2 separate regions of the Arachis hypogaea genome follow, and region 1 is linked to region 2. The links are chromatin contacts, called in public Hi-C maps. All regions are on one chromosome and are shown on one strand. The core of a region is the stretch at or near the end of the contact, and the rest is flanking DNA. Distances in the headings are between cores, read along the strand shown.

Region 1 (3,056 bases), core at 201-2,700, 370 kb after region 2:
AGTTATAACTCATTGGCAATAGTGATATTTATTTGTTCTCATTATGTTATTACTATTGTATTAAATTATGATTATAATTATTTTATTTTATATATATATTTATATAGCTTTCATTGTTAGAATGTTCTATACATAAGGTGATGATCGAGTTTTGGTTGAAAGAGAGAAATAGGGAGAAAGTCAAAAAGCAGAATATTCATTGTATATTAAATTGGTAAAATGAGTCCGTCAAAAAAAATGGTGAAATGAGAGTACAATCACATTTCTTCTATAAAGGAACTAGTTTATATATATAGCCGGATAACTCTTCTAGTATTGGAGTAATGGAAGAATTGGCTCTAATGTTATAACATTCATCCACTAGTTTAACTCAGTGATACATAGAGATCAGCACAAAAACAATTCAACTTTTATGTATGTCTTGGTGTCTCACTACCATAAAACGTTAAAAGCGTACTCCAGACATAGCCCAAAAGCCAGCATGTATAATTGTAATTTATTTTATTACCCATAAATGTTATCAATACCGGTCAGAAGTCATTTTCGAAGAAAATCACAAGACATTTCATCAACTCAAAAAATATACTGTAATATCAACGAGATATTAATTTAAAATCATTTTATTTATCATAATATTAATTTTATAAAAAATTTAAGTTAATTAAAAAAATATAAATAATTATATTTTTAATATATTTTTTTAAATAATTTGTTTTTAAAATTTGTTTGAATTTTTTGCTCATATTTTTTTTTTATTGGTCTTATACTGAATTTTATTTTTTTGGGTTCATTAATAAGAATCGAACTTTAACCTTTTAATTATAAAAATTATGATAATATATTAAAATATTATTTCTTTTAAAAATTTAAGATAATAAAAAAATATAAATAATTATATTTTTAATACTATTTAACTTAATATTTATAATTTTATACATATAATATTTATAATTATATATTTATTATATTTAATATTTTCCAATTATACAGACCGTTATTAGTGAATACAAATAAGATAATTTTATAATGATTTCTACTATTTTCCAAAATTTAAAATATATACCGCAACAATAAAACTACCGACTACGTATGTACAAGAAGTACTAGAGGAGAATCAAAAGTCACACGAGTATGTACAAGAAGTACTAGATGAGAATTAAAAGTCACATGAGAATTAAGTGTTCCACATAGATGGTAAAAAAAAAAAGGCGCAACATGCCAATCACATTAATATTCTCTCCATGAAAATAACGTGAATTTTTTCAAGTTGGTATCGATATTATTATTGATTATCTTAGGAGGGTGAACAATTTTAAAATCAAGAAACAAAAAGTCACGCGACAAAATCAAGCTAGTTTCCAGGATAAGAAAATTCATTTCCTACCACACATATGGTAGCAATGATGGTGATTCCTTTTACAGGAATAGGATGTGATGCACTCATCACTCATGCACATGAATCTGACATAATAATATGCACGTGACATATATAGACAAATGCATGAGAATGATTATGGTTTCAAGGTCCCCATAACTTTTAAGAGACCAACTTCATGGTCCTTCCACATTTCTATTTATCCTTACCTATCATCTCTCACTTCGCAGTAAGTCTGCTCCCGTGAATATTTCCAAGAACTTAAAGAGGGGAAAAAAAAGGTACGTCTTTGACTTTTACTACAAATAAATTTATGTAAAAACTTAGCTAAAACCTAAAATATGTTTTAAAATTATATTTTTTATGAGTATAATAATAAAAATTTCTATCCCCATTAGCTTCGTCAGCTTCCTTCTCTTCATCGTTTGCCAATTCCACATGATATACAATGCCTGATCATCTGCTCCCTGGTCTCTTAATTCCTCTCTTGTTGCTCCTTTATTTTTTTACCCTGGTGCATATAAGTTAATTTCAATTCTTCTATAGTCCTCTCCGGCTCTCCCATCTATTTTTCTCTGTTTATGTTTGGGCTGATACTATTTCCCAGTTCCCATCAACATCTTCAAGGCCTCCTGTTTTTTTCCTTGTTTGGGCTTTTAGTATTGGGATGTCTTTTGCTTCGCTCAGTTGTGTACATTTCCTCATTGCATAATATGATCATGCTTGTTGGGCCTCTAAGTCATAATGCAGAGTCTCCTCCTTATCACCGAATTGGGCCTCCATATTTGTGTAATGGGCCTTGCTCTCCCTTATGACTCTTTTCCCTTTTGTTTACCCTTTCTATTCCTGAATAAAGTTACTTAATCGCTGTCCAAAATAAATAAAATAAAGCTATCTAATCCTTCAATGGCCTTTTGTCTCTCTCTAAATCTTGTTGAATTTCGGAGATATTCTCTTGTTTCTATTCCTATAGTTGTGTATTTCTTATCTAAATTTTTTGTCTACATAACTTGCTCCTCTTTTGTCCTTATTCCGACTTTTTGTATATTGTTCACTCTTCTCTAAGTAAAACTTTATTTCTTTTCATTGTCTTTTTCTCTTCACGAGTCTTCATGTGCTAATTGCTTCCATGTGTCTTATTCATCCTCTTTTATCCTTTTCTTTCTATTTTTTGCTTCTAGTCCTAATGCTCTTACTTGATTTACTCCTGATGCCTTTTTATATCTAGGTGTGCTTGAATCTCAACTTGCCATGGCTTTCTTTTATTATTATTTTTTGCATTCTTTCATATTATACCCCAAAATTCTACAATTGAGGCAATACAAATCTCATAATCTCTCATATATAAAGTAGACCTAAATTTTTGATAATTTATCTCTCTCCATCCAAAATTCTGTTAGGAGAGAAATAATAACTTCAATGGTAGTCTTTATTCTAAAAAAATATCAACTTCTTATTTCTTTTTGGATCTTCTACTTCTATGACAATTCCTAGCATATCTCCTATACATTTAGCAATCTCTTTGTCCATATAATCCAAAATACCATGAATCTGGATCCAGAATTTAATGAAATCATGCCTGACTTAAAAAATAGACTTCTCTTTTACATATCCCTATAGATTTAGAAGCTACCTATATATATACCATGGACCTCCATTTAGTATCTGTCTTTTTCTGTTT
Region 2 (3,117 bases), core at 143-2,642:
TATTGGTGATATCATATTTATAATAATAAATAGGATTCATGCATCTTGCTTAGATATATAATTAATGGCATAACGGGGGATGCTTTTGCATTCAACAATAGTGCATGTTGAATGGAACACGTACGTTGAATATAATGAACGGTTTTTTGGATCGAATTTTGGTTGTTATTTCACGAATTTCTTGTAGTGATTCGCTATCATCATTTTATTATAATTTAGAATCGTCGTAATTTTTCACAATTTAAGTTTTTCTATTTTATATTATAACTTGTTATAATTTTCAATAATGTATGTGCTAATTAAAAATACACAATTTTAAAAATTTTATTAGACTAAAAATAAGTTATATATTTTATAATAGTTATAAACATATTTAAGTCATTTTCATATTATAAATTAAAATAAGATCCATATGAGATGCAACTATTATCTTTATTTGTGCGTATTTCTATTTTTCTAAAGTGTTACATAATACTAGCTACTACTGCATATGCTTGTCTTTCTTTTCTGATGCCTAAAAATTCTTATTTCAGGAATATAATAAATCTCTAGATTGATCTCAATTTTTGTATTGGAAATATTTGTCTTAAACAAAAAGCATTCAACAATTTAGTCTTTGATTTTGTACAATATTGGAGACATGATGAAATAAAAATAATAAATTAGTCTCTATCATGTTTAGAAAAATAATAAATCATTTTTTAATTTTTTTACAAAAATTAAATAACACAGTTGAAAGATTAAATCGTTTAAAATTTTAAAAGATAAAAAACTAGTATATTTAGTTACTTTATTAATTAATGTGTTTAATGTTATAAAATATAATATATCTATTAACTAAACCTTTTTCATCAGAGTTTTTTCCAATATAAGATTATTAAAGATTAATTTAAAGTATCCACTCTTCTTATTTTTACGTTGAAATAAAAATATTTATACCACTTTTTATATATGTTTTTCTTGTACGTCTTTTTTATGTTATAAAAGAAGTTTTTATCTTCTCTTATTTTTTATCGATCACTTTTAATATAAAAAATAAAAATAAAAAAATAACGTGGAGAAATTAAATAAAATCCATTCACATGTGACATGTGGGCTCGTTGCGTGGTTGTGACCACGACATTCGGCAAATAATTCATGCGGAGATAAGATGCTTTCTGGTTCTGGCACCGCTACATTGAACCACAACATGCATGATTATTAATGGAAAAGTTTAGAGACAGTAATTTTATTAAATTTTGTCCAATATGTAACTAGTATAAGAAAAGTGAGTAATTTTATATTATTACATAAAATTTTACACTATTAAAAATATCATTGATAACTATTTAATGACTACAAATCACAAAAATTACTGAGCCCTACTAGCACTCCTCATTATTAATTACATGATTATTCATTTTGCACGCCCGTGACGTAAAGACTCTTACGTCAAGGTCCTTGCTGTCCAATAGGTTTTACGTGTTATTAAAAAGTTTATTACAAATTACACACAAAAAATTAAAATGAAAAAATATCAAATTTTCTAAATATAAAACGAAAAATATAATTTGTAAATTCTTTATATAATATTATTAAACAAATATTTATTGAATATTTAAAAATTTTGGCTTGATAAAATAAAAATTATATATTAAAAACTAATAAAATTTAAAATAATACTGGTCGTACCAAATATAGAGATCACGAGCTGCGGAGTTGGTGAGTTGAGTAGATCGGAGATCCTAACTTTGGTGAAAGTAGAATCAGGTCAAAAAGAGGGAAACAACCTGCAAGACACTTCAATACTTAAGTTAACAATGTGTTTAGGTGTTGTTTTATGATTCAGAGTTTATCTGCCGAGTTCCTTCTCTTTTTATCCCTTTAACTCGAGATGACTGTTTCTTTGGGCATTTATTGCCTTTATAACATGCTCTTAATGCCATGATTTGGCAGTTTCATAACTTGGTAGTGTAGCTATTATGTTGTACTTGACGTTATAATAACGTCAGATTCTCATTTAGTTAAGGGTGAGCACGAACCCGAACCAATTAAATTGGTTCTGGAACTAACGGGTAATCGGGTCCAACATGAACCAAACTAATCATTCTCTCTAGTAATTGGTTCGGTAACGGTTCTGGGATGTGGAACCCAAATCAACATGTAGACCCGATCATATATTAATTAAATAAAAAATAAAAATTTAAAAAATATATATATGCCTTTTAATATGTTTGAATTTCAATGTCTTTAGTGTTTAATATGTTTAGATTTTAATGTGTTTAATTTTTAATGTATTTGGTGTTTAACATATTTGGATTATTTCTATTAATGTTACATGTTTATTGTACTTATAGAATTTTTAAGATAAAAATTTCACTTTTTATTTTTTATTTTTTTATGAATTTCTGTTTCATCGGGTACCCAATTATCCGAAACGAACCAATCCGTTTTTAATCGGTTTGGTTTGGTTCGGTGCACACAAAAAACGTAAATCTAAACCAAACCAAACAAATTACAATTCAATTGGTTCGGTTCTAATTTTCTTAGACCTAAACCAACCCGATCCGTGCTCATCCCTATATTTAGTTGTTATTTCATATATCATGATTTGTCTAGAACAGTACCCCAATTCGAGTCTCTTGACTTTATGATTTTGTCAAGAGTATCCGAGTTCATGAGGTCGGATTTAAGTGAGTCCTTAATTTCTTAGGCTCCAAAATTCTAAGGAAACTGTGAAGAAACTATATAGTTTCCTTTAACCGTCTTTGTGCAATTGTAACCTCTCTCAGTTTACGAAATGTCAGGCTATTTATGAATTCTCTCTCTATCAATCAATGTCACATTAATTTCTAATTAACAATCTTCACTTTAACTTTACTTTCCAAAACATTTCCTCTCTTCAAGGAGCCTTCTCCCTTTTGTTCTTCTTTTCCTTCCTTCTTTTTGCTACCATTTCAAAGAAGAAAGGCTAGCTTTTTGTAACTATTTTTTTACGCGAAACGCTTTGTAAAATTTGGTAAGGTTCTAAGGTTCTTTTTGCCTCTTTTCTTCTTTTTGAACCAGTTTGTTAGTGTACATTTCTTACTTCTGTGTTTTGCATTTTGCTTTTCTTTGCTGTCCCATGCATTTCTTTCA

The links. Hi-C and Micro-C count contacts between places; a contact is called where the count stands out from the background.
Region 1: a Hi-C map of leaf shows a contact between it and region 2, with 4 times the contacts expected there. The contact joins two enhancer-like sites. A contact is called at or near these places in 2 of 8 Hi-C or Micro-C datasets (both in leaf).

The regions. Positions count from the first base shown.
Region 1 is chr18:37,020,886-37,023,941 of arahy.Tifrunner.gnm2.J5K5, forward strand. No RefSeq gene overlaps it. Among protein-coding and RNA genes, the nearest start is that of LOC112774892, 41 kb to the left of the region's middle. Within about 2 kb of position 1,451, at least 3 of the 3 cell types and tissues checked have open chromatin away from gene starts, as enhancers often do.
Region 2 is chr18:36,649,044-36,652,160 of arahy.Tifrunner.gnm2.J5K5, forward strand. No RefSeq gene overlaps it. Among protein-coding and RNA genes, the nearest start is that of LOC112772536, 5.4 kb to the left of the region's middle. Within about 2 kb of position 1,393, at least 1 of the 3 cell types and tissues checked has open chromatin away from gene starts, as enhancers often do.